Linked DNA regions of Pan troglodytes: region 1 is linked to region 2. The links are chromatin contacts, called in public HiChIP or PLAC-seq maps. All regions are on one chromosome and are shown on one strand. Each heading gives the region's core, a stretch centred on a gene start, on an enhancer-like site or on the middle of the called end of the contact. The rest is flanking DNA. Distances are from core to core; before and after follow the strand shown.

Evidence for each region. HiChIP or PLAC-seq counts read pairs in DNA pulled down with a chosen protein or histone mark.
Region 1: a contact with region 2 is called in an H3K4me3 HiChIP or PLAC-seq map of stem cell-derived excitatory neurons, with 5 times the contacts expected there. The contact joins the promoter of LINC02694 here to the promoter of FAM98B in region 2. A contact is called at or near these places in 1 of 7 Hi-C or Micro-C datasets (stem cell-derived neural progenitor cells) and 1 of 1 datasets of contacts at active chromatin or transcription factors (stem cell-derived excitatory neurons).

Annotation. Positions count from the first base shown.
Region 1 is chr16:30,635,356-30,641,656 of NHGRI_mPanTro3-v2.0_pri, forward strand. It overlaps LINC02694 (long intergenic non-protein coding RNA 2694), which reads left to right and starts at 4,902. Exons shown (of 5, transcript XM_003314602.4): 1 at 4,902-5,021. The coding sequence starts at 4,902.
Region 2 is chr16:30,399,542-30,406,103 of NHGRI_mPanTro3-v2.0_pri, forward strand. FAM98B (family with sequence similarity 98 member B) reads left to right here and starts at 4,678. Exons shown (of 8, transcript XM_001138413.7): 1 at 4,678-4,815. The coding sequence starts at 4,745.

The sequences.
Region 1 (6,301 bases), core at 3,652-6,151, 240 kb after region 2:
TCCTAGAGAGGGTCCTGCCCCACACCCAGTAGGAAGAAACACTGCACAAGACACCCAGAAGAATTGAAATGGACAGTGCTGGGATTCCCCAGTCAGTAAGTGTTAGATCAGACCCTTTCTGTCCATACTTTGTTGAACATAAGCATAAAATAGACAGTTCCCCCTGTATCTTTGGGCCTTCATGCTGAAAGTTCCGGTGTCATGTAAAACTGTGATCAAATACATGTGTCTGCCTTGTCTTCTATTAATCAGCTTTTGTCAGCAATTTCCAGCGAAACATCAGAAGGTGATGGGGAAGTCTTCCCTTGGCCCCAATATCTGTTAGGTAGATGTTCCTATGACCACCATTTTAGAGGAGAAATGGGCTTAGGGAAGTTCTACAACTTGCCCAAGGTCATGTAGCTGGGGGCCTGGGACCAGGACTCCTCCCCAGGCCACTGTCTCCAGGGTCCTGGTTGAGTCCCCTCTTCCTATTTTCTTCATTGCTTAGTTAGCAATATATTTAAACTATATTAAAATATATTTATTATGCCATGCTGGAGGCTGGGGACATAGCCGTGTGTGAAGAAGGGGCCCTCTGTCCTCAGAAGTCATATACTTGGCTAGCCGAGGTTTTATGTGACTGGTTCTTCTGGCCCATGGTTGCCACTCCTTCCATCCTCCTCCCTCCCTGCAAATAATTTTTCTTGGCCCCACCTAACATCAAAACTCTGAGCTCAAAGGAGCCCAGAGAACAGCTAGAGGCCCCTAAGCCACCCTTTCCTGTGATGAGGTTCTAAGAATTCTTCAAAGGATTTACCCAACATGATACGGTGACAAAGTCTGCCGAGGATCTCAAACCAGATTGAGGTGTATTTTCTTCAATGAGATGCTTTAAACTTGTTGAAATGCAGTCACTCAGTTTGCTGAAGTTTAATTATTTTTTTGCTCTGACCTAGAGAGGGAAAGTACAACAGGCAGTTCAGAGGCTCATAGGATGGCAAAGTCAGCTGGGCTCTGAATTTTCTTTCTTGCTTTGTAACTAAATATTTCCACCTACAAACACAAAAGACACTGAGAGTGGCGGGCATTTGTCTGCTAAACTGTGGAAGAGACAGCACATAAGTAATGCAGCTCAAATAGGCCCTGAATGTGGCAAGGGTGGGAGTAACTAGGGCTTGGAGCTCTTCCTGTATTTTAGTACGGGAGCAAGTGTATGCCGATTGGCAGCTTTCTTGGACAGAGTTCAGGACCAGGATTTAGAAGACCGGGTCACAAGGTTTTTGCTTTGTGACTAATAATCCACAATCCTTTGCATATCATTTAACTTCTCTGCCTTGGTTTCCTTCTTCACATAAGTGGGATAATAGTGCTGTTATCCTTCCTTATGGGTTTTGCTAATTAACTACATCAATTAAATTATTTTGATATACCCTGGCCAAAGGTTTTAGTGATAAGTAGAACAAATCATATCAAAACACTGCTTTAAAAAGCTCTGGCTGAAGGATAAAAAGCCATGTTTTACCAGGCATGGTGGGAAACCACTCAAAACCCCTGTAATTGGTATCAAGATTACTTTTGCCATTACTTTTAATGTCAAAAACCGCAATGACTTTTGTACCAACATAATATTTTAAAGACAAAACATTTAAGCTAAAGAAGATGCAGAAAGAAATTACTATCTGAACTTCTCTAAAAGCTGTAAAGCAGAACCTCTCAGAAAATACAGCTGTCAGTAGCCCTCCCTTGAGGTCTTCCCTGTGAATTCAGCTGCCAGGGAGATAGACTGCCCATTCTATTCACATCAAAAAGCCTGATAGAACCTTCTATACCTTCTCACTGAAGCCCTGACACTCCTCCCCAGTCCCCTAGCTAAGTTTGGTATATAAACCCTTTATCTCTGTCTATTGGGATGAGTTACTCCTCACTGAATCTCTCCGTTGCAGGTGTAAATAAACTCTTTTTTTTTTTTTTGTCTTGCTCATCTGTCTTTTGTCAGTTCAATTTGCAGACCCCACAGGCTGAACGTGAGAGAGGAGAGGAGAAGTTTTTTCCTTCCCTACAACATACAAATTCCTTTACTACCCAACTGCTGCTCACCAAGTGCCCTATACTCCACCGTACACATTCATCTAGAGCTCTTAATCAAACACATGTGTTCATACTTCTGTCTGAGCTGTTTCCTTTGCCTGAGATGCCCTAATCTTCTTTGTTTGCTCTGGAGCCAGACATTGGGTTTATACCTCCCTTTCCCCACCATGACTTGTTCCCTTGAAAGCTGAATGAACTCACTCAAGTTACTTAGCTTATCTGAGCTTCTCTTCCCTCATTTCTAAGTTGGGAATAATAATAATTCCCAGTGGCACAGCTGGAGTTCTGGGAGGGGAAGAACAGGGAGCCCACCTGTTATCCCAGACATGATGGTTGTGAAGAATGAGAGGACATTCGAGGAAGCAGTGGGAAAGCTGGTTCTGTTCAACCTCCGTTTGAAACATTAGCAGTCAGAGCGAGAGATAATAGAGCAAAAGGTCAAAAGACAGTGCCTTTTTTAATGTGGTCACTCTCCTTGATAGCAGAGCCTGCCAATGCTTCTGATGTAATTGCCACACCAGCTGATACGAGGATTTAAGGAAAGGGAGTTCACACAGCACTTGGCGCAGGGCTTGATACGCAGAGCTCAGTAAGCGTTAGTTATGACTATTTTTTTTTTATTAACTCACTCTTTTACCAGTGTTCCCATGTGCTTTATGAATAACTTACCATGGCACTTATTTGCTTGGGAAGTTGTGTAGCCTCTTTGCACTGCAGTTTCCTCATCTGTGAGATGGGAATGCTAGCAGCACTGCTGTCTGGGGGTATCGTGAAGATGACTTGAGATGATGCATAAAGCCCTCTCAACAGGAAGCACCCAGAAGGCATCAGCCGTTACAGTTGCTTGGTGGGAGGGAGCTGAGCAACACCATAAGCATAGCTGGGCCTAATGCATGTTAGGTAATTCCAAGTACATTTGGGAAGGACAAATATGTCAAGACCTAGTCTAGTGAGGATCAGGAGAACTGCAGCTAGTGCTGTGGGGTGTCCACTGTGGGGAGGTGGGCAGAGTTGTATGGGTGCCCTAAGCTGTAGGTCTTCTGTGCCTTACTTACCTCCTGGGTTTGACTGGAAGACTTTTAGAGAAAACACTGAAACCACCTTTGCAAAAAATTATAACAGTAAGAAAATTAAGACAGTGAAAGAGATCTGACTTACCTGCCTCCATCTTGCATGTAACCTCCAAGCTGTCTTTGTTCATTCCTCGGCATAGGCTGAGCTGACGTTGGGAGGAACCTAGTTTATAGTTTAACTTTGAAACAAAGATGATAACAGCCCTTTGCTGAAATGAACCCTCTTCTTGCCGGGGGGACCAGAATGTCTTTGTAGGCCTAACAAATTAGCCACAAGATTAGAAATTATGGTGTAGGAGTCATGCAGCTAGCTAGAGGCCACAAGATTCTAAACCTTCTCAATTGCTCCTACGGATAACATCACTATTGTAAAACCTCAGATTGGTGCTCAAGATAGTTTTCAGACCCTGCACTGGATGGATCAGCTGGCACTACTCAGATCAACACACTGGCTCATCTGGTCTTGTGGCCCCCACCCAGGAAATGACTCAGCACAAGAGGACAGCTTTGACTCCCTGTGATTTCATCTCAGACCCAACCAGTCAGCTCTCCCTACTACTTGGCCCCCTACCCACCAAATTATCCTTAAAAAACCCCAGCCTCTAAATTTTGGGGGTGACTGTTTTGAGTAATAATAAAACTCTGGTATCCCATTGAGCCAGCTCTGCATGAATTAAACTGTTTCTCTCTTGCAGTTCCTCTGTCTTGATAAATCAGCCTGTCTGGGCAGTGGGCAAAATGAACCCCCAACAGGAGGATTTCAAATGTAAAGGTAAGGAAAACTATTACATGTCCCTGTGTTCTGGCAGCAGGTATGAGGCTGTGCCAGCCCTCCCTCTTGCCTGTGGATGGGACACTGTGAGCTATTCCAAAGAAGAATAAAGATGTGATCATTGCATTCAACTGAACCCCTTCGATGACCTGTGATTAGTCTGGGTAACATGTACTGCTCAGAAAGAAAGAGATATTGGAGATTTGTGTTTTCATCTGTCTAATTCAAAACATGCATGTGGATGAAGGGGACAAGCTCTGTCCTGGGGAGGGACAATGTACTCCTCTACCAAAGTAATTTTGTATTCTCAGTCCCCATTGGTGGCTCACACCCTCCCCACAAGTCTGACTTTGGATTTTCCCCTTTTTGGCCTACTTCCTTCTGGAGGCAACTCTGGGTGAAAGAAACCTCAAGGGGCAGGTGGTAGGAAGTCAGGCCAGGCTATTAGACTGGGGAAGGGAGAGAATATGGAGGCCAAGTCTTCCTGCTAATAGGAGATGAGGCTTTAGAAGCCACGAAAGACATAAGACTAACCAATGCTACCTGGCAATCCATTTCTATCAGCTCCAATCCTGGCTGCCTTTCAGCATTCACAGTCCAGTGCAGAGGAGGGTCTTTGAAGGTATAGGGATCAGAAAGAATTTCCTCCTTAGGTAAGATAAACTTTAATTTCTTTCTCTCTTCTCAGTAGGATTAACCTGATCTTCAAGGGAGAAAGCCAAGAGCCAGGGCAACCTTAGGTCAGGGGCTGGGGCCTTCTAAATGCAAGGGGATGTGCCTGGGAGATGTGTTCATGCTGGTCCTAGCCCAAGGTGGGAAAGTACTGGAGCTCGGGGGGCGGTGGCGATATGGAATTGGGAGGTAGGAGGTACTGCCAAGGCAATAAAAGAGAAAGTGTTAGCAGTTCCTATTCTAGGAGCAGCTTACTCTACAGGGAGGCAAGAGTGCATACTTTTATAGAGCTTCAAAGGAAAGAATAGTCGGAGATGCAGGCTCAGGAAGTAGGGCAGAAAATCCAAAGTCGGTGGCCTTATGGTATTGTCTGGATGAGCATGTTTTGCACTTTGAAGCTTCACAGACCCAGTGTTAGGGGAAGCCGCTTCAAGGTGAGGATCTAAGCCTCTCCATCAGACAGCAACTTCAATACCCAGCAAAGCGTAAAAAGCAATATTTTACTCATGTGAATGTACACGTGAAACAAGAGGGGGGAAGTGTGCCTGAAAAAAATAGCAAGCATCAAGTAGATGTGTTCTAAAGTAAAGAATAGGAGACCAGTAATTGCAGACCAAAAAGCTTTTTCCTCTCCAGAGCCCGAACACTAATGCAGGCATTGTTCCTCCTTCAGAAACCCCTCTTAATAGAGCATTAGTACTTCAGAACATTTATACCTATTAGGATATGCTCATCACAGCTCTTGACAAAGCCTCTAAATTATACCTTTTATAATTCCGTTATTCTTTTTGTGCTGCGAAGTCTTATGCTGTGCGTTAATGCAAGGCAATTAGCTTTATCAGGAAGAAAAGAAAAACTGGCTTGACTTCTTGCAAATGCTGAAATTGCCAGATCACACACTCTGTTACTATCGCCCTTGAGCGCCACCTTCAGGCAGTTCTTTGGTACTGTTGTGGAAATTTCTAGCCTTCTCAAGGTTGCTTGTGAACTGAAAGGCACAGACAGACCCCTTTCCTTAAGCTGCCTGTTGGAATATGGTGATACAGATAAGTATAAGAACCTTCCAAAAGGCAGTTTTATTTCTGGTGGCTGATTTTTCACTGATTTGATTATTTTATAATGACTAAATGTTAGAAAGAGGCCTTTCTAACATTTAATTTGGGGGCCCTAAATGAAAAATTACTGGACTGAAAAACTGGTTTGACTCATTAGTCACTGAGGTTATTGACTAAATGAATAAATTTACTAGATGTTTTACTGAAACCCAAGATGATCCTGATTCTTAAATTTAGCTGTTAATTTCAACCACCTTCCAAATTTCAAACCTGGCCTTCTTCTCCAATTTTATATTTTTAAACCTGGCAATTAATTACTAGATGATGTTCTTCATTTTCATGTAGGGATTCTGATGAATAGGAAAAAAAGAAGAGAAAAAGTTTCATAACCTTAACAAACTACGTTTACTAGTTAAAAACCATCTAGAAACCCGCTGATCTGATTCAAATAACTCCACTTATCTGTTGGTCTCTACTCACTCTTAGCTTCTATTGGCTGCCTCAGAGTTGAACTTGGCTTGACTTTCAGCTCTCCTGCTTTCTGTATGATTATATCACATAGAATGTTCTCAGCTTCAAGTAATAAAAAATCCAACAAAAACTGGCCACATCAAACTATTAACTCACTTAACACAGAAAGTCCGGGCGAGAGCAGTTTC
Region 2 (6,562 bases), core at 3,428-5,927:
TGAGGTTGAAGTGAAGATCTGGATATCCCATTGCCAGCACTGTATGTTGAAAAGGCCTGAACTGCAATGGCAACTTGATCATTACTTACGTGACTTTGAAAGTGCAGCTCTATATTCATGAGGGAAATTAGTCTACAGATTCCCTTTTTAGTAATGTCCTTATTGGTGTTTGCTTTAAGATTAGGTTGTCTTCACAGAAAACGTTGAAAATGCTCCATGTTTTCCTGGTCTCTTGGAAAGTTTGTGTAAGAATGGTGCTACTTACGTGGAGGAATTCATCAGGAAAGCAATCTAGGCTTGGAGTTTTCTTTGTGGATGAATTCTAATTAGTGATTAAGTTTCTTTAATAGATACTGAACGATTCATATTTTAATTTTTTCTGATATTTGTTAGATTGCATTTTGCAAGGAATTTATCAACTTCCTTTAAATTTTTAAATTTATTGGCATAAAGTTGTTCATAACATTCTCTTTTAACTATTTAATGTCTGATAAATAGTACTGATATTTTTCATTTCTTATATTGGTTGTTTGTTCTTTTCCCCCACCTTGATCAGCCTTGCTAAAGATCTGTCAATTTTATTAGTCTTTGCAGACTCAGATTTTGGCTTAATTTTCTCTATTGCATTTTCTTCCTATTTCGTTGGTGTCTACTCTTTATTGTTTTTATTTCTCTGCTTCTTTGGATTTCATTTGTTTTTCAGCCTCTTAAGATTGATACTTAAGTAATTTTTAATCTTTTTTCATTTCTAATATTCACACCTAATGCTATATATTTTCCTCTAAGAATGAATCCACATATGTTGAATACTGCATGTGTTGATATGTTGTGTTTTTATTATCACTTAGTTCAAAACTCTCTAATATCCATTATAATTTCTAGTTTGAAGCCTGGTTATTTAGAAGCGTATTGCTTAAATTCCAATCAATTAGTTAAGGGATTTTTTAGTTTTCTTTTAAAATTCTTAATTCCTTATTTTTTTGTTACAATCTCATACTCGGGAATTAATTCCTATTTTAAATCCACTTTAGTCAGAGAACATGCTCTTTATGATTTCAATTTTGAATTTGGTGAGACTTACTTTAGGATCCACTATAGGGTTAAGTTTTATAAATTACATGTGCACTTGAAAAATGCATATTCTGAAGTTTTGGGAGGGGTAGAGATTTATCTATATCAATTAGGTCAAATTTATAAATTATGTTTTCCAAGTCTTACTGACTTGGAATATTTTATGCCTACTGATTTTTTTTGACTGCTTGTTATATTAGTTAATGTGATTGTGACTTTGTCTATTTCTCCTTTAAGTTGTTGGCTTTTAAATTTATATACTCTGAGGCTGGTTATTAAGCAAATAAACATTTAGAATTCTTACGGTTTTCTGCGTCGTGACCCTTTTATCATTATGAAATGTCCCTATTTATCTCTCTGTAATATTATAATGCTTCTGTGTTAATAGCTATTTTTTCTAATCTTAATATTGCTACCCAGCTATGTTTTGGTTTGATATTTTATCTTCCATTTTTGCCTTCTTTTAGATTTAACAAGTATTTTTCATTATTCCATTTCTCCCTTTTCTTAGTTGTTAGTTATATACTATTTCATAATTCTGTTAGTGATTACCTAAATGATGGCAATATGCAATCTTGATTTGCTACCATAAATTCATTATTTTACCACTGCCTGGATAATGGAAGAACATTATTGTTTTTAAACTCTTTGTCAGCACCTCACCCCCTGAATTCTCTCTATATTTTACATTTCAGAAGTCATTACTATTACTGTTTTGAATAGTCAATATTTATCTAGTTTCACTTACATATTTACCATTTCCAGTGATACTCTTCATTATTTTTTGCACCATTGGGATTTCATCTGGCATCATTTTTTTAACCCGAAGAACCCTCTTTAATATTTCTTTTGACATGGGTCTGCTGGAAACAATTTACATGAGTTTTGTTTATCTGAAAACATCTTTATTTTGCCTTCATTTCTTAAGGATATTTCCACTGTGTAAAATTCTGGACTTGTCATTATTTAAAGCATATGAAAGATGTTGTTTCATGATTTTCTTGCTTCCATTGTTTCTTTTGAGAAGTCAGCTTATATTATTGTTAAAGTTTGATTTTTTTCTCCAGCTGCTTTTAAGCTTTTCCTTCTATCTTTTGTTTTCAGCATTTTTACTAAAATTTTCCTAAATTGTGAATTTCTTTGTATACGTCCTGGTTGACATTAACAGTGCTCTTGGATCAGTGTTTTGTCAGGAAATTTTTAGCAGAGTCTCTTCTTGCTTCTGTCTCATTTTCTCAAGGGTCTTGTTGGAGTCCAATTATTCCATTTACTATGTTAGACCTTTTCAGTTTTTTCAAATATCTGTCATGCTTTTTTTTTTCTTTTGAGACAGGGTCTCACTCTGTTGCCCAGGCTGGAGTGCAGTGGCTTGATTACAGCTCACGGCAGCCTCGGCCTCCTGGGCTCAAGCAATCCTGATCCTCCTGCCCTAGCTTCCTCAATAGCTAGGACTACAAGTGCATACCACCATACCTGACTAATTTTTAAATTTGTTGTAGAGATATGGTCTCACTTTGCTGCCCAGGCTGGTCTCAAACTCCTGGACTCAAGTGATCCTCCCACCTCAGCCTCCCAAAGTGCTGGGATTACAGATGAGAGCCACCATGCTAGGCCAGTCATGCTTTTTTGTTTGTTTTTAGTTCTTTTTCTGTGCATAACTTTTGTTATTCATTTATTTAGATTTTTTAGGAAAACCAGCAGCAGAACACTTAAGATCAACAATAATAAAGAACAGTTACCTCATTTCTATTTGATTTTTACAGAGACTTTTTGCCAAGATTACTAAGACTAGTACCTTCTATGACACCCCAACTCTGACAAGAGGCAGTAACCACTAATACACATTCTCCTCTCCCTTATTTGGAGATGAATTCAGATACATTAAACTGCAAGTAATTTTACGCTTAAGCCTTGTACAACACTAAAATATACAGTAATAATAGTCATTATACAAATGTATGGTTGAGTTTATGATATGGTTAGGATCTGTGTCTGTGCCCAAATCTCATGTTAAATTATAATCCCCAATGTTGGAGGAGGGACCTGGTGGGAGGTGATTGGATCATGAGGGCAGAGTTCTCTTGAATGGTTTGACACCATTCCTGCCTTGGCACTGTATAGTGAGTGAGTTATCATGAGATCTGGTTTTTTAAAAGTGTGTGGCAGATCACGAGGTCAGGAGTTCGAGACCAGCCTGACCAACCTGGTGAAACCCCGTCTCTACTAAAAATACAAAAATTAGCCGGGCGTGGTGGTGGGCGCCTGTAATCCCAGCTACTCGGGAGGCTGAGGCAGGAGAATCGCGTGAACCCGGGAGGCGGAGTTTGCAGTGAGCTGAGATCATGCCACTGCACTCTAGCCTGGGCGACAGTGCGAGACTGAAAAAAAAAAAAAAAAAAGTATGTGGCACCTCCCTGCACCCTCTCTCTTCCTCTTACTCCGGCCACGTGATAGCTGCACTCCCCCTTCCCCTTCTGCCACAACTGTCCATTTCCTGAGGCCTCCCCAGGAGTGGAGCAGATGCCAGCATCATGCTTCGTGTACAGCCTGTGGAACCATGAGCCAATTAAACCCCTTTTCTTTATAAATTACCCAGTCTCAGGTATATCTTTATAGCAACATGAGAGTGGACTACTACAGCTTACCTTTGAGTGTTTTACACATTTATGGGTATGCTTTTTGTTTGTAACCATAATTAGGAAGGTGAGAGCATTACTGGTCTTTATTGGACTGGGGCTACGAATGCTATGTAGTCTGCAATGGAAGGGACAGGTCCATACAAGGGATCAATAGTTATACTTCATGCAGGATTTCCAACAGTTCTGCTGGAGTATTCATGTAGGTGACATGCCTGCTAATAATGATCTAACCTTATACTCTTAGTACCTTTTACATATGAACCCTAAAATACATTTTTTAAATCCTTTAGATAAGAGATTGAATTCTTCATGGATAGTACACAGAGGGTATATTATGTTTTGTTTGTTTGCAACTTTACAGAGAATTCGCCACAATTTTGGAAAACCACATCAACTACCTTACTTTGCTGGCGGTATGTTTGTTGCTTATACAACTGATGCTTTGTCAGCAATGAAGCACATCATCTGAATATGCATTTGAGGGGATTCTACATAGATAGATGCAAGCATCTGATCACTTCATTGGTCTTCCGCATTTCATAAGGAGAAAAATATTACCTTGTTATAAATTACTTCATTTTTTCCTTCAAGTTGAAGCATCGTCGTGTATATTGATTTAAAAATTATATGTGTAGGCATGTGATATTAGTTACTAATTTTAGCTGAAGATAATTATAATTTCATTTCAGATTTCTGTTATTAAAAAGAAGGTCTGGAATCGGATAGGTTGAGATCAACCCGATACCACGATATTTGCTAAAATTTATTTGAACACACAGAAAAGTCCCAACACAGAGACCTCTTTATTACTATTATTTATTATTTCTACTATTCTTTTAAAAAATTATTATCGTTACACGCAGCGGTTTTAGGCACTATCAAGTGTTTATTGCCTCGGGGCTGGGAACCTTTGCGCCCTTCTTCAGCTGTGCTCTGAGGCAGTTACCGGCCAGACCCGGACCGGAACCTTGGCGCGGTGACGCTAGTTTCCGGCGGGCTACTTAGAGCGCCGAACAGCTCTGGGCCAAAGGACCATGAGAGGGCCGGAGCCGGGTCCCGAACCGACGATGGAGGGAGACGTGCTGGACACACTGGAGGCGCTGGGGTGAGTGCTTTCGGAGACGCCTTTTCCCTGAAAACGCAACCTCTCCTTGGCCTGGCTGCTTAGCCTACTTCCCTTGGGCCTCTGTGGGCCTGGGCGGCCATGTGTAGGCCTCCTTCCCTGCCTCGATCCCTCCGGCGCCGACGGAGTTAAGCGGGAGGCGGGAGAGAAATCTATCTGGGGGGTGGAGCAGGGCCGGAGAGCTGGGGTTCGTGGCCCCCTCTTCCAAACTTCTTGCCTCGAAACTCTATTGCAGGAATCCGCCGGGTGGCGCGGAGCGGCCCTTGTAGCCCCGGTTTTCTGGGCGAGCTCGCGCCCGCGGGTGATATTTGTGTTGACGTAGTTGTGGCGCCCGGAGGGAGGTGCTGGAACCTGAGCTGCTGTTGAGGACTGTTGTCTCCTACAATGTACAACTTGTGGCTTACTTGGGGCTCTGGAGCGAATGGCTTTTACTTTGACCGGAGAAAGTGTTGTAGTTCATTGCGAGTTCGTTCTTTCAACCATTTCGTCCGTTCGTCAACGTGTATATTAGCTTGTATATTAATTTACACATATTTACGTTTGTAAATTTCCCCTAGGCAAGGGAAAAGGATAGTTTTTCAGATTACTCTTGGCTTACATAGTCGCGCAGGCTGCAAGTCTGCTGCTGGCTGGTATTTACAGTGCAGAATGGTAAGTGCTGTGAGAACTCAGGGTGGAGGTGGGAGTAATGTTAATACTTAACAAGTGTGGTGGTTCGTAATCTCCCCCTCAACCTCATCCTGTTTTTTTCCACAGAGCTCTTGTCCCCATCCCAAATTATCATGTCCTGCCCATTCATTTGTCTCTTGAACTCTGCTTCTCCCTCGTTTTATTCCTCCTCCTCCCCAAGTCAGCTCCTGGAAAACTGATGCTTTGCATATTTTATTCACTGATGTTTTCCCAGCAACACACTAGAACGGAGTCTTTTACAGTAAATAGTGGTTGAATGAATGAGTAAATGAATGAAGAAAAGCTTAGAGAAGAGTCCACAGCAGTAAGCATAGGACCAGATAGTTGAGTCATACAGTGCACATTAAATAAAGAGCTTGGAGCCATCTGCACATTTGTTTGCCCTGCTACGTGCTGCTGTTTCTTGATAGGGGAAGCTGTGCCTTTGCAGCGTTATTATGAAGCTTGAACCAATCCCACACCCCACTTTATCTTCTCTAAAACTGCATTTGCCCCTCTATCAATTGTTTCTTTAGTTGAACCCTGATAATACCTACTTTGCAGTGACCCAGGGTTACGGAGTCTTGCACTTAGTAGATCGTGAATACATATTTGTCAAACGAAAGAACAGTGCCATTGATTATTTAGGGGGCATTTTTACTTCTGTGAAGTCCCTTGGAAGTTCTCACTTAACTTGGTTAAGAAGGAACCAAAACAAGAACTGAAAATACTTAGTAGAATTATTTAGGCTCCAAACAGTTTGAGCTCCCAAGTACTTCAGGTAAGAATATTGGGAACTCATAAATGGTTTATGAAAAAGGAAAAGGCAGTGCTTTTCTTCTTTCTTCATTTCTTGAACTTATTGTTCATATATAAGTGTTTTAGAAAATTCATTGCTATAATCTTGATTTTTATCAAGGAAAATTAGTCAGATTATTCAACATGGAAAGTAAAACAGTTTACACACTCCAAAATTAGTTTTTCCTGGAATAACTATGAGGGCAACATTTTGAAGTTTGAATTCTCCTATGATAATACGATGTGAAAAAAGTAGTTATTT